Linked DNA regions of Pan troglodytes: region 1 is linked to region 2. Evidence: chromatin contacts called from public Hi-C data. All regions are on one chromosome and are shown on one strand. The core of a region is the stretch at or near the end of the contact, and the rest is flanking DNA. Distances in the headings are between cores, read along the strand shown. Region 1 overlaps BCAR3 (BCAR3 adaptor protein, NSP family member). Region 2 holds the start of LOC129137262.

Region 1 (5,689 bases), core at 2,700-5,199, 210 kb before region 2:
CCCCATGTGAAAGGTCCCCAGAAGCCACATTGGTTTTGTTTTTGTTTTTGTTTTTGTTTTGAGATGGAGTCTCACTCTGTCACCCAGGTTGGAGGGCAGTGGCACAATCTCAGCTCACTGCAACCTCCGCCTCCCGGGTTCAAGTGATTCTCCTGCCTCAGCCTCCCGAGTAGCTGGGACTACAGGCACCCGCCACCATGCCTGGCTAATTTTTGTATTTTTAGTAGAGATGGGCTAATTTTTGTATTTTTAGTAGAGACACAGTTTCATCATATTGGCCAGGCTGGCCTTGAATTCCTGACCTTGTGATCCACCCTCCTAGGCCTCCCAAAGTGCTGGGATTACAGGCGTGAGCCACCATGCCAGGCCAGCAGCCAGCACTTCTACAGAGAACTTTTACCATGGTGTCCTATTTCATAGTCACACTAGGAGAGGAGTATTATTATCTCCATTTCACATGTGGGATCAAACAGCTCTTAAAGTTAATGATTAAAACAACAATGAATCAGAATGGCTGGCTCTATCTGGTGTGATGAGGGAAGCACGGAGAACACCTGGTCACCAGAAGTGCTTTATCTTATGCAAATCTGAAAGGCAGACCTCCCTCCAACAGAGGGACAGATACTCTTGGCAACACAGGCAGCAGATCTCATCTGCAATAGTCCATCAGAGGTCCTATTCTGCTCACAGCTGAAAGGAAAGGGCAGGGCTGGGAGAGATGGATGCTGACATCAGAATCTGAGAAGAACCAGGAGGCAACAAAGGCTTGCTGCACAAGAAGGGCTAAGGGCCTTTGTCACATGGAAACACAAACAGTACCCCTTCCTCTACAGGAAGAGGCCAATTCAGAGGGTTCTGTGCATGGAAGGACCTCATTGACTGCCGGCCAGTTTCTTCACTTCCTAACGTGGTCAACTGCCAAGCATAATGCTGTCTGCAGGAGTGACATCCAGAAGGTCAATATTTGCCCTTCCTGGTGCCAAGGTGGGGACAATAAATTCCTTTGCCAGTGGCTCAAAGATTTGGGTACGCCTTGCAGTATATATCCAAATGGGTGGAAGGGCTGGGTGGAGGAAGGGAGAATTACTAGGGAGAGCAGCAGAAACCCATCTGGGTAACTATCCAGGAACACCAGGACTCCCGGTTGGGTCACTTGTGATAAGATGTGGGAATCCATCCAAGGACAAGCTATAGATGGGCTGGGGATCCACAGCCCCTCTGGACATCCCCACCCCCTGCCCATAACTTCTCTGTAACAGCAGCAAATCTGGCAAACTTGGAGGCAATGGGTATCCAGTACATAAACCAGGAGGGAGATAAACTAGGGAAAGATGGGAACAGGACTTGAAAAGATTTTTTTTTTTCCGCAAAACTTAGCATTCATATCTCAACATTTTATACATGTATCCTGAATAGAGATAATAGAAATATAGCAGAATATACTTCTGATCCTAAAAATGTAAGGGGGGGCAATGGTATAGATAGCAGGTGGTGGCTATTATATTTAAAAGCTTTACTGAGTAGCATGTGTATTCATCCTTTTAATGGATGTGTGAGCCAATCAGAATACTGAACACTGAATGGTCCAAGAGTAAGCAGGTGAATGACATGAGACCAAACAGAGTCCTTCCCTGAGACTTTTCAAACTAGGGCTGAGAGAGACATCCCCTTTTCCCCTTGGACCACAAGCTTTAAGAATATAAGCCTAGAGCAGCCCACAGCCAGGCCCTCACTGCATAAAGAAGCTGATGGAAGAGAATGTGGTCAAAGTGCTGAGAGAGGCAGATGCAAGAGACTAAGGTCCTAAAAATGTTTTCCTTCCCAGAAGTAGTCATCAACCCAGGCCACTCCACCCCTGCCCTTCCCAGAGGTAAGTTTCCTAGCTCACACCATCAATTTGGGTTTACAGGCTCACCTTATCAGTGTAAGATTAAAACTTGAGATGGAGATGTAACATATTGTGTCTGGCTCTGTTGGAGATTATGTGTATAAAATGTGATCTCTGTATCTGAGAAACGCTACAAGGAGCCAACATGAACTGATGTTACATGAAAACATGCACATTATACACCCATTAATAATAGGGTTGTACACTCATGTGTCAGCAATGAATGGAAATTAATGGTGTTTTGCAGTCTATTCCAGGGACTTCCATGGAAATAATTGAGTTGCCTTGAGTTTTCAAGGATAACGATACACGAATTTGCCTCTAGGAAGAGGGAGAGGGATTCATGTTGTTGGAATGTACTGTGCCACTGGTGTAGGGGTGAGTTCTGCTCCCACACCCAGCACCTCCCAGCCAGGGGAAAGCACAAACCAACTGCATTCTCAGCCCTGCTTATGTGGCATCAGCACCATCCTCAGCTCCTGGAGGATGTTTCCAAAAGGCTATTCTGCTATGTGGAAGGCCACAGGACCCAATTTAGAGGTACTGGCTGAGACATTCCCTTACTGAGGCCAGGTGAGCTTTTCCCGGTACAGTCACCTGTGAGGGCAACCCTCATGACTTCTTTCCAGGTCAAAGGACAGGACGTTTACATCATCTCCAAATCACATTCCAATCTTCCCAAATGTGCTCCTTAGACAGTCCTTAGGTGGACATGGCCTGGAAGTTTGGGAGCCCCTGCTCTCAGTCTGTGTGGGCCCGTAGGGGTTTCCTTCTCCCCTTGCTATTATTCTACCTACCCCAGTAAGAAGCCCTAGCTCCAACCCTGTCCTCCAGGGTTCAGCTACTGAAGCACTCATTAAAATGACTGGTGCCCTTGTCTGTTGGCCTCATGACCCATGTCTTATTGTCATCATTGGAATGCCTGAACATGATAGGGGCCCACTGAACATTTGGAGATAGCTCAGGGATTCTCAACCTGGGGTCCACAAACACCTGGAACTAAGATGTGCAGTAAGTGTGCATGCATATTTCTAGAGACGTGGCTCTTGTTCATGGTATTTGCAAGAAGGTAGGGGCCCTTCCCTGTCTCTCCAAAAATAGTTCAGAACTGCAGAGGCATGAGGGATGACAGGCCACACAGAAGTCATGCTCCTCACCAGGTGAGCCAGCCTTGCCAGCCTCTGGCTGAATTACGGCTGCTTCCCACTTTGGCCCTAAGAGTCATTTTACGGCCACGCCCGGTGGCTTATGCCTGTAATCCCAGCACTTTGGGAGGCCGAGGAGGGCGGATCACAAGGTCAGGAGATCAAGACCATCCTCACTAACATGGTGAAACCCCATCTCTACTAAAAATACAAAAAAATTAGCCAGGCATGGTGGCGGGCGCCTGTAGTCCCAGTACTCGGGAGGCTGAGGCAGGAGAATGGCGTGAACCCAGGAGGTGGAGCTTGCAATGAGCCAAGATTGCACCACTGCACTCCAGCCTGGGTGACAGAGCAAGACTCCATCTCAAAAATAAAAGAGTCATTTTACTCTCTCAAATTTTGAACTAGCTGGGATTTCAAACTGGGAGACGCTTCCAGAATGCAGTAATTAACTCACACTACCTGTACTCTGTTCAAGTAATCCTGAAACCAGGAGGTAAGGGGACTTGACTCTATTCTGTCAAGGCTTTCATGTAGAGACCATGAGGAGACAGACAGGAGGGCACTGAACCAGGATGGATTCAGCTGGACCACACAGACCCCTTCAAAATACACCCACCTGGGCCTGGTAAAAATAAGAATCCGGCTGAAGACTGGTGGTCACAGGAAACAGTCCATCAGTTTCCTTATTTCTTCTGTACAAAAAGCTCTTTTGAGAGTGTGAATGGGGGCTTTATATAGTAAGTTCTCATCCACAGGCTAATAAATATGTGAAATGGCTTCTCAGACCAGGTTCCTGCAGCCTGGACACTGAGGTCATTCAAGAAACAATTAGATGCCATCTGGAGAGGGCTGGGACTCAAAAGGAAATTGCCTTGAAGGGCCAAACAGCATGTTCTCATTCCCAGGGTCTGACACATCCTTATCTTCATTCACATAAAGGACGGATGGAGCTCAGCCAGCAAATCCACACTGGGAGCATAGAAGGAGCCAAGGCTGCAGCAATTAATAAAAGCTTAAGGATCAGGAGAATGTGCACTTCCAGCCTGCCCCAAGTAAATGGATCCCTGCAACAAATTTCTCCCTCGACTACACTTGCATACTCAGGCAGAGCACCTTGCCATAACCCAGCCTTGGCCTCACCAAGCTTGGGGTTTTCAGAGTTTTAATATAAAGCAATGAGAGGAGAGTTACAATTGCTTCTGGCCTAGTACTTTATAGTATATGATGAGCAACCAGATCTTTACAGTATATCATGACTTGGTTGTGTTACACAGAGTTAGCATTTCCAGAGGTGTCACAATCCACTCCACTGCAAGGAACAGGCCCACAACTGAGAACCCTTACTTCAAGGATTGACTCTCAATTTTTTCCTTACTTTTAAATGAAAATTTAATGTCTTTCCTACATTAAAAACAAGTCTCTTTAAATGTAAATGCAACTGTTGGGCAAGCTGAGCTTAAAAGTAAACTTTGCTAGAGAAATAAATATGGATTTAGATAAACAAGAGGGGATTATTTGTGTTTAAAGTGTTTTTGCAGCTTTTAGTCTCTTAAGTAGCAAAAGACCCTCTGGTACAGTGGTGCTCAAAGTGTGTTCCACAGGCTGATCTACAGGCTGGGGGGTCTTCTGGGGGTCTGAGAGGTCAAAACTTATTTTCATAATAATACAGAGACATTTTTTGCCTGTTTCACTGGGTTGACATTTATACTGGTGGTGCAAAAGCTATGATGGGTGAATTCCTGGTGCCTCAGCACAAAGCAAGGCAGAGGCACCAAACTCTACCAGGGGCCATTGCACTCTTGACTCCCAATGGCTCAAAGAATTGAAGAAAAATAGCCAGTTCCACCTAGAAGTCTTTGATGAAGCAGTGAGAATTACTCACTTTATTAAATATGGGCCCTCGAGTACATGTCTCTTTAGTATTCTATACAATGCAACAGGACATGCACAGAAAACAATTCTGCTGCGTTTCCAAGCACAGAGTTTGTGTGAAGGAAAAGCAACTGTGCAATTGAATCGTGGGCTCAACTAGCTGCTTTTTCGTAGAGCACAATTTTTACTTCAAAGAATGTCTGACAAACTTGGTTATTCAGACTCGGGTATTTATTTGGCAGCCATTTTCTGAAAAACGAACAAAGTGAGCCTGTTACTTCAAGGAAAACAACAGACAGTGTTTGTTGCCAATGATAAAATTCCAGGTTTCAAGTGAAAATTAGAATTTTGGAAAACTTGTATTCACCACATGAGTTTGACAGCTTTCCAATACTTTAATGATTTTTCTGATGTGATCGGTGGTCATATTAATGAATGTGAGTTCTGATATTACATAGTGAAATATGTAACATTTATAAGATCTGCATAACTCGTAAACCAATATTTTTCAAATGGCCAATGCATGATGATATAAACTCATGCATGGGTAAAAGATCCATTCAAATTGCAAGAGAGATCCATTCAAATTGAATTTTAAGGAAATAAAACAAGTTCATTGACAGGATTTCAGAGTCCACATTGCAGTTAACCTTTAAGGAACTACAACTTGTTGAACTCTAGTATCAAAGACCAACAACTATAATGATCTGAAGAGGCTATTAAAATACTCCTCCCTTTCTGAACTGCATACCTGTGCAGGGCCACATTATTTGAGACTTCA
Region 2 (6,080 bases), core at 3,343-5,842:
AATCAGCCTCCCAAGCCTTCCCCTTTCGGGACCAGATCATGTTCCCTTTATCCTTAGCTGTGTTTCTTGTCCTCTTCTGAACAGGCTGATGGCACAGAACCATGCCTGACTTTGTCACCAGTACTCTGAACCCCAGTGACCTTCTTTACCAGCACCTGCTGCAACCAAGATCAAGTTTTTGGCACCCTTTTAAACACTGTGCACTGAACTGCTCAGCCTCCATTATTTTCCCAGCCTTGTCCTATCTTCTTCCTCATAACCCCTGAGTCTGGTTTCTACCCCTGCGCCCTAGCCACAGCATTCCTTGTACGCAAGTCAGTCCTAGGTTAGATAGCCCATTTCAAATGCAGCCTCCCTGTGTAATTCCCTCTCACAATGTAATCTCTCTCTTCCCTGAAGTCCCGTATCACCACACCTGCACCTCACTTAAAGACCTTTTTACTTTACATCACAGCTGTTTGTGTACCTGTCATCCTTTTTTTTTTTTTCCCCAGAGATGGAGTCTCGCTCTGTTGCCCAGGCTGGAGTGCAAATACTGTGATCTTGGCTCACTGCAACCTCTGCCTCCCAGGTTCAAGTGGTCCTCCTGTCTCAGCCTCCCGAGTAGCTGGGATTACAGGCATGTGCCACCACACCTGGGTAATTTTTATATTTGTAGTAGAGACAGGGTTTCACCATGTTGGCCAGGCTGGTCTCGACCTCCTGAGCTCAGGCAATCCACCCGCCTCAGCCTCCCCAAGTGCTAGGATTACAGCCATGAGCTACCTACCATGCCTGGCCTATCATCCTTTCTATAAGGCTTGTAAGCCAAGCACATGTGTTTTTCATCTCTGTATGCCCCAAGGTCACTACTGGACCCTCAGACGGTTTTCTGAAAAGATGAAGAAATCAGACAAATTAAATAGGATGCAGTAGTCTCCCTGACCCTCTGGCCCCACTCCATTCTGCCTGCACATCCCCTCCTATAGTAATCACTCTAAACACAGCTTTTCTCATGCCAAATGCTTTCCCATTGCCACATTCCTTATCTTGAATCAAGTCTGCCCCTACCCCTTTTGCCGTATCTGGCCTGGATCCTACCTTCCCAACCTCGTCTGTTGACACATCTTCCATCACCCCAAACTGTACTTCCATAAGGACCCATCCAACCCTCATTTTTGTCTTGATGTTATGTTTTTCTTCATCCTGGAAAATTTTCTTTTCCTTCCCCTGTTCCTGCCTGGCCACCTAATGTGGTTTGGCTATTGGCCTGGCTCAGTAATCACACTCAGCACTGAGATATTTTAGGATGAAAAAGCCCTTCATTTCAATGTTGTGAGTAGATTTTAGGATGAAAAAGGCCTTCATTTCAACGTTGTGAGTAGATTTTTCTAGCAAGAAATGAGTCTTCTTAAGTCCTTAAGGGTGGATGGTACCCTTGTCTTGGGAAACCATGTGGTGGGTGGGACAAATGAAAATAAAAATATGCCTAAGGTTCTTGAACTAAGAACTGTGAGGAATTGAAGCTGAAGGTAGATGTCTTCAGTCTGAGAAGCTAAGTGTTCTGTTCGGTAACAGAAATGAAATGTACAGCTGAGTAGGAGTGGGGTAGGGAGCTGCAGAATGTCCCTCCGGTTGCAACAAATTTAGCTGATGCTGTATCTATACTGTCCTTTGTTTCTGCAGGATGTGGGATTTCTTTATTAAGAGCTACTTACTAATATAATAGCAAATATTTGTTACACATTTACCATGTGCCAGAACTGAGACAAGTCCTTGAGAGGATTAACTCTTGCAATTCTCATAACAATTTTATAATTTTTCAGGCAGAGAAGTTAAGGATCATGTCCTGCAAATAAAGGCTGAACCAAGATTTGAATGACAGGGTCCTGACTCCACAGGCTGTACTCTTAACTGCTACTACCACAGTTTTTGTTTGTTTGTTTTTTAAATCTCACCCTTTAAAAATTCCTTTTTAGGTATGTTTTATTAGTAGTATAATAGAGCATCCTTGTTCCTTGGGGGTCCAAACTGAAAAATTTTTACCGGTAGGAATGCCCAGTCACATTATGACACTTTTTCACATGCTACCTTGCTTCATCTGCTTATTGCTTCATATTCATAAATCGTATTTCTCCTAGGAAATTTGGAGTGTCCTTGAAGGTAGGAATTATGTCTTAAACTTTCACTTGGTTCCCACAGTAGGCCTAACTGTATTGTCCCTACTCATTGAATTGAATAAAACTAGTACTCCAGCAACCTTATACCTCTGGAGTAAAGCAAAGCTAGTGCAAATATATACAGTAGAAGTATAGTCCATTTCCAGAGCTTCTGGGAAGGCCAAAATCACTAACCACACAGTAACTTAAAAATAATCCTGCTGGCCAGGCACGGTAGCTCACGCCTCACTTTGGGAGGCCGAAGCAGGCAGGTCACAAGGTCAGGAGTTCAAGACCTGCCTGGACAACATGGTGAAACCCCATCTCCACTAAAAATACAAAAATTAGCCGGGTGTGGTGGCACGTGCCTGTAATCCCAGCTACTTAGGAGGCTGAGGCAGGAGAATCGCTTCAACTCGGGAAATGGAGGTTGCAGTGAGCCGAGATCATGCCATTGCACTCCAGCCTGGGTGACAGAGTGAGACTCTGTCTCAAAATAAAAATAAAAATAAAACACCAACATGAAACCGTATTTAATTTAGGGCTTTGCTGTCCAGCGAACTCAAACTGCAGATGTGCTGCAATCAGCCTAATTGAAAGTGGTTATAACCCATGCTTTGACTCCCTCTGTTGGCAGGAAGAGGTTGCTTTCTCACTTGCGGGAATTCTTAGCTCAGGTTGTATAATGGCTGTTTACTACAGATACAGCCTGAGAAAATTCAGCCAGATTAGAAAAGGGGAAGACAAAACCCACTGAATCTTTCTCCCCAGATGGCAACTAAATACTCTTTTCATTTTTCTTACATGCTAACATTGCTACCTATAAACTGCTTAGTTAATTGTTCAGAGAACCACCACACACCTGACCTTGTTTGGCTGTGACTTTCTTCTTCTTTTTTTTTTTTTTTTTTGGAGATGGGGTCTCATTCTGTCGCCCAGGCTGGAGTGCAGTGGCGCGATCATAGCTCACTGTAACCTCAAGCTCCTGGCCTCAAGTGATCCTCCCGCCTCAGCCTCCAGAAGTGCTGGAATTACAGGCGTGAGTCACTGCACCTGGCCCCAGTCTTCTAATTGCAGGGTATAAGAAGTACAACCTTGATAGCTCACAGAAGGCTGCACAGGGAAAGCCTGGCTTTCCCACACTGTCTGCTAACACTGTATCTCTAATATTTTCCATGATACAGGAATTTTTTTGGCTTCATCTAGTGGAATAAAATATCTAAAATTATTCGTTTGAATCATTAAGTGGAATCAAACACATATACATCTTTCCTTAGCACATTGTTTCTTTCCCAATTCCCCCTTTCCAGAATTTTTATATACGCATCTCAACTGTCACTTAATCACGTCAATGACTCCTCATCATTTGAGATTTGGCTCCAATACCCCAGGCAGAATTCCTCTGTATGGTTTTCCCACAGGCATACAGAGCATCTCTTCTCCCATTCGGCTGTGAGCAACTCCTAAGACCAGTGGAGACCCTGAGATGCCACCAGTGCCTGGCATATTTCAGAATTCAAAAAAGATTTGTTTAAATAAATACAATTTAAAACCATATTCCATTTTAAAGGCTAATTTTATCCATATGAGAATTCTCCCTGCATGCAATGTGAAGACATTTATTTCATTAAAGGGGCATAACAATTTTATATATATATATATATATATATATCATGTTGTCAAGAAACTTTGTTTACATTAGAGTATAATTAAATAGGCCTGGCACCAATCAGGGCTCTGCCACTTACTGTTTGGAGAAGCGATTCACAATTCGCATCCTTGCACGTTCTTCCTAGATGTGCCAAGAATGCAAGACCCTGATCACGCTTTACTTGGGCCATTTCTCAGCGTTGTGTTTGCAGCGAGCAATCTTGAGGGATGAGGTAATGTCTCCCTATGGAACAAAGAGCAGGCTTGCTTACTGCTCACTATAACATGGTGGGTTCCCCAAGCTCAGCATTCCTCTTCTGTAATGCAACCCATCTTGTGTGTAAGCATGCATCTGGGCCTGTGTGCTTCGTTCCTGTGAGAACTGGGGTCCAGGGAGCCAACTCAAAAACGGTGATACTCTGGCTATTGCTTTTGTTGTAATAGTCTTTTATCTCTGACTCAGAAGTCTGGTGTGTTCTGTCAGCATTCATGAAACCGTGAAAGCTAACGTGTTAGTTTGCAAACATAACAAAATATGATTCATCACAGTTCTCCACGCTCACTAGCTGGGCGTCCCTACACGAGTTTTTTAACCTCTCTTAGCTGCAGTTTCCCTTCTTTATATTATAAAGGGGACGGTGGTGTGTATGTACCCGCTCCATAGCTTCGTCTTGGGGTTAAGACTGTAAAATCCCTACCACACTGGACTCTTCCCAGGACTTCCCTTTCCCTCTTTGAACTCTGCCAGAGACTATTCTGCATTTGAGGCCTGGCGATGCTGGGCAGGGGCGGGTATGGGTGAAGCACAGGGTGGGCCGCGGCTGGCGGGTTTGGTGCAGAAACGGGCTGTGGCCAAGCCGAGAAAGCGCGCCCAGCGGCCGCCCTGCGAATCCTCCGTAGGCGGGGCCGGGACTGCTGTGAGCTAATAGGAACGGGGGCCGGGCGTTCGGTCTCGCCGCTGCAGTCGCAGAGCAACCACGCGGCTTTGACCGTCTATTTCAAAGGGCTTCGGGGTCTTGCGGATGGGGATCACTGCGGGCACTGGAAACCTGCCGGCCCCCACCCAGCCGCCTCTCAGATTCGTGGCGACCGCACCCTTCTGGGTAGCGGCGCCAGGCCCTCTGCCGTCCCCACCGCTCGCAGCCACCAGGAAACCCCGCGGCCGCGCTCGAGCGCGCGCCCTCCGACCACATGCACCCGCACACGCATGCTCCCAGCGCTCCCACGCGTGCTGACACCCTCCCGGCTTCCGCCCACGCAGTCGCGGGGCCCGGGCGCGCGGGCTCGGGGCAGCTGCGCGGCGTCCTTGGAGGCAGGTGCTGGGGGCAAGACGAGCTCTCGGAGGATGCTGCGGCGCGGGGCGCGTCGCCCCCCTCAGTCCACCAGAGCCCGGATACCTCAGAAATTCGGCTCTGGGTCTGTGGGGAGCGAAATGCAACCCAAACCCCGTTTTTCCGAACCCCGCGCAAATAAACACGCACAAGCACGCACACAGACGTCGCCGCGACCGGCGCTCGCCGCCGCAGGTCCAGGCCGCCGGCCGGCCGGGCCGCGAGGGAAGAGCCCAGGCCCGAGAGGGGTCGCCGCTTACGTCTCGCAGCCCGAGGGGCGGCCGCTCGGCCTCGGCCGCTCACAGGCGCGACGTAAAGGCCCGGCGTCACCGGCCCGGCTTAACGGTGCAACGGCTGGCCTGGGCCTGCAACTCTGGGGTCCCGGCCGGGCTGGAGCGGCCGCCGGAGAGACCTGGTAGGCGGGGCGCTTGGGGCAGGAAGGGAGCCGGGGAGGGAAAAGCGCGACTGTGATTCGTACGGCTGGGCCCGGACCGTGAAGGGGACCGGGTTGCGGCTGCCCTCATACCGACCAGGTGGGACCGTCGGACTGCGGCCGCCCTTGGCTCAACTGGGTCGCCGACCTTGTTGAGGGGCGACCACTGCGGGGAGACCGAGAGCCTGCGGCCGGCGTTTGAGGCGGATGGCAGTGCCCTGAGCGCGGCGGCTGGGTCTCGGTGACACTGACGACGGGAGGGGCGGTCGGAAGAGCGCGCGGCCGTCGCCTCTGGCTTAACACAGCAGATGCGCTGAGACTCCAACAGGTGGCTCCGTGGCGCAATGGATAGCGCATTGGACTTCTAGAGGCTGAAGGCATTCAAAGGTTCCGGGTTCGAGTCCCGGCGGAGTCGTAACGCTTTTTTCCCTCCCCCCTACAATTTATTTTCTGCCTCCATCATGTCTCTTATTTTTTTTTGCTAAACGGTTTAACTTGTCTCTCATTCCCTGCTCTCGCAGTTCACTG

Evidence for each region. A called contact is a pair of places that touch in the nucleus more often than the background predicts.
Region 1: a Hi-C map of stem cell-derived neural progenitor cells shows a contact between it and region 2, with 5 times the contacts expected there. The contact joins the enhancer-like site here to the promoter of LOC129137262 in region 2. A contact is called at or near these places in 2 of 7 Hi-C or Micro-C datasets (blood and stem cell-derived neural progenitor cells), 1 of 1 datasets of contacts at active chromatin or transcription factors (stem cell-derived excitatory neurons) and 1 of 1 other capture datasets (stem cell-derived neural stem cells).

The regions. Positions count from the first base shown.
Region 1 is chr1:137,547,536-137,553,224 of NHGRI_mPanTro3-v2.0_pri, reverse strand. All of the region lies in intron 5 of BCAR3 (BCAR3 adaptor protein, NSP family member), which reads right to left. Among named protein-coding and RNA genes, the nearest start is that of TRNAC-GCA, 110 kb to the left of the region's middle. Within about 2 kb of position 3,949, at least 4 of the 24 cell types and tissues checked have an H3K27ac peak or open chromatin away from gene starts, as enhancers often do. A contact at or near this core is called in stem cell-derived neural progenitor cells and stem cell-derived neural stem cells, where this site is marked.
Region 2 is chr1:137,334,695-137,340,774 of NHGRI_mPanTro3-v2.0_pri, reverse strand. It overlaps LOC129137262, which reads left to right and starts at 4,592. Exons shown (of 2, transcript XM_063799535.1): 1 at 4,592-5,534; 2 at 6,074-6,080. The coding sequence starts at 4,996. BCAR3 (BCAR3 adaptor protein, NSP family member) reads right to left here and starts at 6,080. Exons shown (of 14, transcript XM_054667967.2): 1 at 5,701-6,080; 2 at 3,887-4,032. MIR760 (microRNA mir-760) reads left to right here and starts at 5,149; the gene lies at 5,149-5,227. It overlaps TRNAR-UCU (transfer RNA arginine (anticodon UCU)), which reads left to right and starts at 5,883; the gene lies at 5,883-5,967.